Linked DNA regions of Mus musculus: region 1 is linked to region 2. Evidence: chromatin contacts called from public Hi-C data. All regions are on one chromosome and are shown on one strand. Each heading gives the region's core, a stretch centred on a gene start, on an enhancer-like site or on the middle of the called end of the contact. The rest is flanking DNA. Distances are from core to core; before and after follow the strand shown. Region 1 holds the start of Myl12a (myosin, light chain 12A, regulatory, non-sarcomeric). Region 2 holds the start of Ralbp1 (ralA binding protein 1).

Region 1 (4,924 bases), core at 2,366-4,865, 5.1 Mb before region 2:
AGCAGTGTTTATTCTATAAGCTCATTATAAGTTCAAAGCCACAGTTTCCCATAGCCTTGCTTTATCATAGTGCACACCTGTGGCTCCATCCTTGGACCTGACCTAGAATGACTGTTTTCCCTTGATCTCAAATATGCCCCAAGCCTCTTTTTCTTCCTAGTGCAGTTTACATGCTTGTGACACCGAACTCTATTTGTAGATTTTTATTCTACAGGGGGCTTAAAGATACTTGAATCAGTTCAGGAGTTCTAGAAAATCATAATCAGGAATTATGAAATCATCGGTCCATCTAAACAGCATTATTACATGAAAGTACATCTTCATATTGATCCTCAGGAAATTTGTCCAGTAGGGTGGGCTGATGTCCAGGAATCACTAGGCTATGTAATAGTGGCAGGAAAGGCACATCAGCAGCAAGAAGCCATCTGGGATGAAGTCTCTGGGTCCATGCCTCTCCAGAGTGCACCCATCACAGTCATGCAAAATGATGGACCACCTCCAGATAACTCATTGTTCTGCCACAGCCTTTCCTACATGGCTGTGCCAAAGGACAGCTTGTGGAAGTTAGTTCTCTCCTTTTGCCATGTGGGTCCCAGGAATTTAACTTGGGTCACTAGATCTGGTGGCAGGCTGAGCCATCTTGCCAGCCCTTATATAAATTTCCTACTATAAGTTTCAGCTACAACTCTGAAAGCCACTAGAAGTTGGGGAAATGGCTGATATGCCTATAACTGCAGCAGTGATGGGCAGACACGGGCAGGGGAGCAGGGGGTGGTAGGCGGGGGTGTGGGGACTCCCCAGGCTTGCTGGCTGGGCAGCCTAGTACAAACAGGGAGCTTCTGATTCAGGGAGAGACAGAGTGATAGAGGAAGACATCGGACATCTTGCTCCATCTGCATGCTAATGCACAGTGTGCACCTGCACAATGAGTTACAGATACCATTTACACCATACCACCCCCCACATATACACACAATCCCATAGACAGCGTTTAAAAGCCACTCTTGAAAAATCTTCTTTTTTAAAAAAGATTTATTTATTTATCTTATGTATATGAGTATACACTGTAGCTGTACAGATGGTTGTGAGCCTTCATCTGGTTGTTGGGAATTGAATTTAGGACCTCTGCCTGCTCTTGTCAACCCCACTCGCTCAGTCCCTGCTCGCTCTGGCCCAAAGATTTATATATTATTATAAATAAGTACACTGTAGCTGTCTTCAGATACACCAGAAGAGGATGTCAGATCTCATTGTGGGTGGTTGCATAATGTGGTTGCTGGGATTTGAACTCAGGACCATCGGAAGAGCAGTCAGTGCTCTTACCCGCTGAGCCATCTCACCAGCTCTGAGAAATCTTCTTTTAAAGCAATAAGTGTCTTAGTTTGGGATTTATTGTGAAGAGACACCATGACCAAGGCAACTTTTATAAGGACAACATTTCATTGGGCTGGCTTACAGTTTCAGAGGTTCAGTCCATTATCATCAGGGCAGCGTCCCGGCAGACACTGTGCTGGAGGAGCCAAGAGTCTGGATCTGAAGGCGACCAGGAGAGGCTGTCCTCTGCGGTAGGAGACTGTCCTCTGCGGTAGCTAGAGGAGACTGCCTTTCCACATTAGGTGGAGCCTGAGCATAGGCGACACAAAGCCTACTCCAACAGTGATACACTTCCTCCAACAAGGCCACACCCACTCCAACTAGGTCTTACCTAATAGTGCCACTCACTCCCTGTGCCAATCGCATTCAAACCACCCACAGTAAGCAAGGAGCTGGAGAGGTAGCTTAGCAGTTAAGAGTACTGGCTGTTCTTGCAGAGGTTTTGGCTTCAATTCCCAGCACCCACATATATGGGATCTGATGCCCTCTTCTGGTGTGTAGATGTACATGCAGTTGAATATCCATATACACAAAAGAAATAACTGAAATTGTAAATGATCTCATTTCACCAGAAAGCCTTGTAAGGCGGGCTGGAGGGATATCAGAAAATTAGGCCTCAGGTCAACCCAGGGACTTGCTCTCCGAGTTACACAGCTTGCTAAAGGAAAGATATGGGGCAGAACCCAAACTGTCAAACTTGGAGTAAAAAGGACTCACCTGCTGTTTCATGAAGAGTTCTGTTAGGTTACAAAAGAACAGGCTCGTAGATGTCAGAGGCCTTCAGAAGTGGGTGTAGTCATTAGAACTTCATATCAGACATTACACTATGCAGACTTCCTTTTCCACCTTGATTTGATATGTCCATGGTTATCTATGGCAATGAATACAGGGTGAACAGAAACCAATTTCATATGAGCTGGGTTCTTTGCCCCTCCAGAGGACCTGACACACTTCTCTCTCCTCTTTCCTCTATCAACTCCTAGAATCGGCACAATTGCCCTCTGGGACATCTTCCACTAGTCCCCAGGTAGGTTTATTTGCTCTTCTGTAACTTATTCATATTTGTTTCCTTGTAGATCTCCGCCCTTTCTCTTCCATCCCACAACCCAGTCCCGAGGTAGCAACTGTTCATTTTAAAACAGGCAAGCCAGAGCCTTCCCCCTCCTCCCACAGCACTTACCAGTCTAAACCTATTGATTCATTTGGCAAGGACATATCAGGCAGCTCCTAGAGAAGCAACAAGGTCCCGTTTTCCAGCTGAGGTGGGACGGATAATGCCCATCCTGAAAAGGGGTTTTGGTGTTCTCCTTCTGGACAGGGAGCTGAGGAAGGCCTAAGCTTTCCAGGGTGACAGGCCACCTCCTCGTAGAGGCATTAGGGCATTGCTGCACTGCCTCAGAATCCACGGTCTCTGACTGCTCAGACCTCTGAGTTTGTACTGTCATAGCCAGCCACCAGCTGTGTCCCCAGTCTTCCTTAAAAGTCATGTTGGGCCCCTTAAAGTCCCTGAAGATGAAGAACACACTCTTAAAGACCTTGGTGTAGGGAGCTGGAGATGAAGTACCCAGTTATTTGTATTTGTACAAGTATCAAAGGGAGAAAAATTTTGTTTCTGACATCTGTAGGATTAGGACATTTTCCCCCTCAGCGGCTCTGCTTTTGAGTTAACTTCAAACCATATCACTGATTAATGGGAGGAATGTTTCTTGAAGAAAACATCCAGTCTTGGGGATACGAATCCCGCCAGGCTCGTAATAATCTCTCTTCCTTTAAATAAGAACTATTGTTAGCAGCTGCTCCACGCAAGGAGACCCGGCGGGTAAATTGGTCCAGCACTTTATTCCAATTACATCATTCACCCTCGAGCGACATAGGTGGAGCAAGCAGGAGTCACCATCAGGGTAAAGGGGGACTCTTGTAGAAAGTTCCAGAGAACGTTTGGGAAGAGGGCAATCGATATTGAATTCATGAACTCTTAAGTGGACCAAAGAGACAGCGCGGCGGCGGCCCTGAAACTTCAGTGTTTCCTCCCGCGTGGGAAGCGTGAAGAACTCCATAAAAAACTCCCACGCTGCCCAGACCCAGAGGCGCTGACCTAGACAGTGAGTCACCCTAGCTTCCTGCGCAGGCGCGCTCCAGCTGCGGGGCGAGGGGAGGCCCCGGGCTCTGGGGGGCGGGGCCAGGGCCAGTCACGTGACGTCCGCGGCCCGGCTCCTCAATTGCCCTAAAAGGACTTAGACGGGGGTCCCCGCCTCTCGCCGCGCTCTGGAATGCGGGCAGAGGGAGAGCTCCGGGCCAGGCGCAACCATCTGCTGACAGGGGGGAGGGCGCAGAATCACAATTCTAAAAGAGACGGGAGAAAGAGGAAGAGCCGGTGATTAGACCGAGAGACCCTCCACAGGATTCTTTAAGCCCTACTCCGCGTCCCGGACTCCCCGTCGGCGCCCCACGCCTGCCATCCGCTCTGTCACCTTCCCCGAGGCGCCCCCTCCCGTCCGGGCTGGCGCACCGAGGCGAAGGAGCATGGCCGCTAGGCTTCCTTCCGGTTCGCGAGCGGAGGCCGGAAGTGGCCGTACTGCGGAGTCTGGAAAGTTAGAAAGTCTGGGAGGGCGGCAGCGGCGGAGCTTCGCGGAGACGCTCACTCTCGGTTCTCGCGGCTGAGCAGGGTGAGTGGTGCTGGCCGCGGCGCGGGGCGGGGGCGGCTCGGTCCGGCCCGGGAAGGTGTCCCCGCGGGGCGGCGGGGACCGGCGGGAGCCGCGGCTCGGGGAGCGTACCTGGGCATGTGTGCGCGAGCCGGGGGAGAGCTGGAGCGAGCTGGGGGCGGCCGGGGCGCAGACCCCGCTCTGCTTCCCACACTAGGAACTTGGGAAATGTTGCTTAGCTCGCCGGCGCCGCGCGCCTTGGATCCTTGCCTCCCCGCGAAACCAGAGAGCCCCAGAGAGCTGACTCCGGAGCTCTGTTGAGTTGCTAACGTAAACTTGCCGGGATCGAGGAGGGAGTGTGCGGATAAAACCGTAAGATAGCACCGCCACCCTCGGCAACTGTCGTCGCAGCTGCGCGGCTATGTGTAGTAGCAAGACCCTGTTCAGATATACAACTCTAGTGTGCGCCCCTCTAAGTAAAACTTTTTTAAAGCGGTATTTGAACAGAGAGGAGATTTAGAGCTTCTTTTGCCTGTCGAGGGGGCTAAGTCGACTCTACAGAGGAGTGTTATTAAGAGTCTTTCAGTAGGCGTATAAACTATATTATAGATCTTTAGAGATCTTTTAAGATTTTAACATCTGAAGTGCAGACGTTGTATCAAAAGGTGACGAAAGCGAATCTTCACTAAAATTGCTGATATTTTCTTTTTTTTCTGGATGGCCTTTGATGAGGATTAATTAGAAAGGTATTTTGTCTTCAAAAGTGAGGTGTAGTTGACAAGTCGATCCTGGCGACTAATGACTTTTAAAAGGTGCTCAAAACTTTTTTTGGGTGTGGCTGTGGGAAGATCCAAGCTGACTGTCAACCGGAAGTGTGCCTAAGAAATAAAGACTTGGTTTTCCTTGAA
Region 2 (4,773 bases), core at 702-3,201:
AAGTTTTATGTTCACATCGGCTCTCCTTATCCTCAGTCCCGTGGGGGCGATGCAAGTCAGTTCAGATGAATGTTGCACAGGCAAAAGGTTTGCATCACAGCTGAAGAATGTTTGGATCCGGAAGTCTTGTGCTAGAGCTGTAGCCCAGTGTTTGCCTAGCATTGCTAAGGCCCTAGGTTCAATCTGTAGAACTGAAAAACAAACAAACAAACAAACAAACAAACAAAACCAAACTTTTTATAACGGGCAGCAAATAGACCTGCCTACCTTCTGTCCCGGAACACATTGCATTTGTTTGACATTATTAGCTTCATCCTCTCCCTGAGTTCTCTTCTGTTTAGCTTTTCTCTGATAGGAGACAAAAATGGTTCCTCCTTTTGCAGACCTCAAGTACTTCACTGCACCAGAACAGAGAGGAAGCTTCGGTTTAGTGGAAGCCTCGGTCTGTCTCTGTGGGTTATTGGCTCTGGTTGGACATGATGCCTAGTTCTAAAACAGTTACCAGCGGAAATGGTTATGTGGTGTTCCTTAAGGGGGAGGGAAGACTGCTGAGAAACAGCCAATAAATATGCTCTTTATTTGCACCTCCATTAGCACAAATAAATAATAAAAAAAAGTGTGCATAGATTACTCCTGGATTGGCTCACGTAAACGCGGCACTTAAAGGCTCTGCAGAAACTATGGCTCAGAAGGAAGTCAGTCTTCACTCTTGCTTTTCCCTCTCCCTTGCTGTGTCCCCCACTTCTCTGCTTTCAGCCTTATTCACTTCCACGGTGAACGAGTCACGTGATGTTACACGTAAATTACTCAGTTAAAAAAAAAAAAAAAAGCCTCTTTCCCCACCTCATTATCCCATATGTCAATTCCAGGGAAGGCTCCATAAAGCCCCGCTCAGGCAGTGCTTATCCCTTGACCAAATCAGAACTGCCAGCGGGAAGGAGTAATTTAACTGGCGTACTCACAGGCCATCTTCTCATGGAGGCTGTTTTATTGCTACAGGGGTTGTGGAAAGGTCCCTCTAGGACCTCAGTGTTCCACTGGGAGTGACTCTTTTGCACAAGGGGATGGACTTGTCATATTTGAGCAAAGATGGCTTGGGAGTGTAGCACACGATGGATCAGTGAAGAAGCAGACACTAGAAATCTCATCTCTCTTCTGACTGCCAATGTCATAAACCCAGAATAATTCCATGGAGTGCTGTTTATTACAGTATGCACCAGCCAACACGTTTTCCGTCCTTCGTGGGGGACTTCTGGAGGATACGCAGCTGTTTCTATTTGTAAGCTGAACGTGATGCTGTGCGGCTTTAACTCGGGTATGGATTGCTAACTGCGGAGGCAAGTGGGTGGGAGCCAGCAGTTTCCCGCAAGTCAACACACTTCAGGGGTCCTGCGGATTGCCCAGCCCTGGCCCCAGAAGCCTCCTTTCTCCAAACCCCCAGGCAAGAATTCTCCAAAGGAAGATCTCCGCCCAAAGAAGGCCAGCAAGGTGCTCCGCCCAGAGGCGGGGTGGGTCAGCAGCCCAGGCTGGTTTAACTGGTTGGAACCACTTAAAGTACGCAGACGCTGGGGGGAAAAGTGTCACTCTCAGTAGCTGCGGACACCAGGCCAGAGCTTGGGGAGGAACGCGCTTTCTTTCCAGCAGAGCTCCGCAGGGCTCCCACACTGTTTTCACTTGGATTCGCTCCGGTAGGTGTGTGTGTTCCACTCGCTCCCCAGAACACTGCGCAGGCGCCTGCAGAGCCTTAGCGTTTGGCGCATCCTCTCGCGGGTTCCCTGTTCCCCCTTAACGAGTTCCAGCTCGGGAGGCGCGGTGCTTTCTGGGCGTTGTGGTTTATGTCGGAGACAAGGGCCCTACAGCAGCGGGGCGTTGGGTTAACTAGAACTACAACTCCCGGCGTGCCCCACGCGAGGACGCGGGGCGTTTGCCCTAGCCGGCCCTAGCCGTCACGGCCAAGGAGCCGAGGACCCGGGAAGCCGGCTGCGGCGGGAGGAGGGCGTGCGCGTGCGCGCTGGGCCGGCTCGTCCTGTTCTGTCCCAATCATTGTAAACAGGCGAAGGCTGGGCGGGGTGGGAATGGGGCTCCCGCGGCCGGCCCGGGGTGCAGCGCAGGAGGCGGCGGTTGTGGCGGAAGCGTGAGTGCGAGGAGGCGGCGGCGGCTGCAGCGGAGCGGACGGTCGCTCGGCGGCAGGCACTGGTCAGTGGCGGGGAGCGGACGCTCGCGGGGGTCGCAACGCTGCGGCGGTGTCCGTGGGAGCCGTCGGGCGCCCGGCCTCGCGCCCGCGCCTGTCACGCAGCGTGCCGGGCTTGGGATCCCGGGCTCGGAATGGGAGTTGGGGGTGGGGGGCGTGGCCGCCCCGCCTTACGTTGTCCGTGAAAGCTTCACCCCGGAGCTTGCTCCTTTGGGGTGGGTCACGCCGCCTGCCCGACAGGCCTCCTTGGGAGCACCCGGGTGTGTCCTGTGTTGCTCTGGGACCCAGAGGCTAGTTGGGAGTCCAGCTGCTTCCTCGGACCCTTCCAGGCCTCGGGGCATCCCTGCGGGCCACACCTGGCCGGAGCTGCGGCCGGGGACTGGCCTGACGCAAGCCTTCCGGTTTATGGGTCGCATCTGCCTCGCGCATCTGGCTCGCCCACCTGTCTCCGTGTTTGCCGGGTAGAGTCGGGGGAACAGCTCCTGTTGTCGCCCGTGGCAGGCGTTGGGCAAGGGGACGACCCTGTTTGCAGTGGTACTTGTTCCAGGGTTCAGAAGTGTTCTGTCTGATCTGGAGTTAGGAGCTCCATTCTCAACGGCGTTTTCAAGCGTTTTCGTACCAGAGTGTTCTCAGTCGAGGCCAGCTTTCTTTTTCCATCTTTTAAATATGTCGTTGTGAAACAGGTTTGACGAATTACTCCACTTTCCAGTCTCCTGAAGTAGGTAGGGCTGGTTCAAGTTTGGAGATTATTACAAGGATTCTTCCAGAGAGAGCAGCGTGCGTACCCTAAGGTTTTTAGAGATCACAGCTGTTTTCATTAGAGGTCTGTGCTTGTGACAGAAGTGCTATAGTGTGGGCATTGAGCTGTTGCACTGCCCAGCTTTGGTGGTGTTGATGGAACGGGGGTGGGCTAACACTGGTGCTTTGGGGTAGCATTACCTATACTTGGCCGTTATTAACAAAGTACTCAGTGATAAGTTATAAGCCTACTTTTGGTTTAGTGTTCAGACAGCACTTTAAGGAAAGGTCCCATCACTTTCTGTAGTAGGAATTATCTCGATGATTTCAAGGTCCTGGATGTCTTCTTCAAAATGAAGAACTCCTGTTAGTGGTGTTAGCATTTTCAGAGGTCTGCAGTCAGTAGAGTGCTTCTTGTTTTTCAGTGTGTCCCATAGACCCAAGAGAGATAGGTTAGTTTAATAGCAGTTGCTGTTAAGTAAATTTTAAAACGAAGTATCTAGAAGCCAGCTGGTGGTGGCACACACCTTCAGTCCCAGCTCTCTGGAGGCAGAGCTCTGTGAGTTTGAAGTCAGCCTTGTTACAGAGCGGGTTCCAGTATAGCCAGGGCTAAACAGAAATCCTGTCTCAAACAACAAACAAACAAACAATCACAGAGAATCTAGAAACAAGTTACAATAGCTGAATTTGCTGTCTTTTTCAAAATGTGGTTTCTCATAATAAGTTTACAGGGACCATTTTCCTCGTAATTTGGAGAGACCGAAGTGGTGTTTTAAAAAGTGTGTACTGGCGCTGGAGACAGGACTCACTGGTTAAGACGTTTGCAGTGTGACTCTTGGAGAGTTACAGAGTTTGTTCCCCAGTAACTGTTCCCAACTGCCTGTAAGTCCAGCTCCCAGGAAACCCAAGACCTCTGGTCTCCACAGGCAATGGCCCTCCTCCCCCCATAATTAAAAATAATAAAAAATTTTAAAAGTGAATATTAACTTTATTTTGTACAGTTACACTTGCATAGTCACAGCTCGGGAAGAAACGATTAGGTCCACAACAGTATCCCAAAGTATGTTCCGTTATTTTCTTTTTTTGTGGTGGTGGGGGGTGGACAGGGGTGTCAGGGTCTCACTGTGGAGTCCTGGCTGGCCTGGATCCTTCTTCCTATGTGGATGCTTGAACTGAGAACACATAGAGCTTCCTGCTTCTGGCTCCTAAGTGCTAGGATTGGATGTATGCCCAGCTATTCTTTTCTTTTAAAAAGAAAGTTCCTGATAGACTTTATGCTAATATAGGTAAGACAGAACATGGGGAAATGCAGATGATTTAGAATAAAGGGGTTACTGTGTTTAGGTTCTCTGCTAAGTAAAGAGAGTTTGAAGGACATGTTAGGAGAGCACTCAGCCACTGTTTTACAACACTCAGCTTGCAAACTACAATATGTTTCTAAGATTCTGTAGAAAATATGGGGGTTCTGTGACTATATGCAAGATGTAATACTCAAGAGAAACAATGGAAGAGGGCAGAAGATAGAGGAAGGACATATATGTAAGTAGCGATGAAAATAAAGGTTGGGAATGCTCAGTGGAAGATACTTAACACTGTATAATCAATCAGCTGAGCAGCCTTAGAGATGATGGACAGTCATGTAGGGAATGGTGCAAGCAGAACTGTGTAAAACGAGCTACGTAGACTGTGTAGTAGGATCTGCAAGGGTAGATCTGCAAATATAGCTGCATGAGGTGGTGGAGAGACGTGAAACTGGGGGGATAGTCTGTATACCATCAAAGCTGACTTCGGCTTTGCCCTGCTAGCAAATGGGAGTCATTGAGACAGAACGGAGAGGGGTGGGA

Evidence for each region. Hi-C and Micro-C count contacts between places; a contact is called where the count stands out from the background.
Region 1: a Hi-C map of B cells shows a contact between it and region 2, with 8 read pairs. The contact joins the promoter of Myl12a here to the promoter of Ralbp1 in region 2. A contact is called at or near these places in 2 of 484 Hi-C or Micro-C datasets (B cells and CD4 T cells).

The regions. Positions count from the first base shown.
Region 1 is chr17:71,001,224-71,006,147 of GRCm38.p6, reverse strand. Myl12a (myosin, light chain 12A, regulatory, non-sarcomeric) reads left to right here and starts at 3,615. Exons shown (of 4, transcript NM_026064.2): 1 at 3,615-4,040. It also overlaps a transcript of Myom1 not described here.
Region 2 is chr17:65,882,101-65,886,873 of GRCm38.p6, reverse strand. Ralbp1 (ralA binding protein 1) reads left to right here and starts at 1,951. Exons shown (of 10, transcript NM_001198949.1): 1 at 1,951-2,196.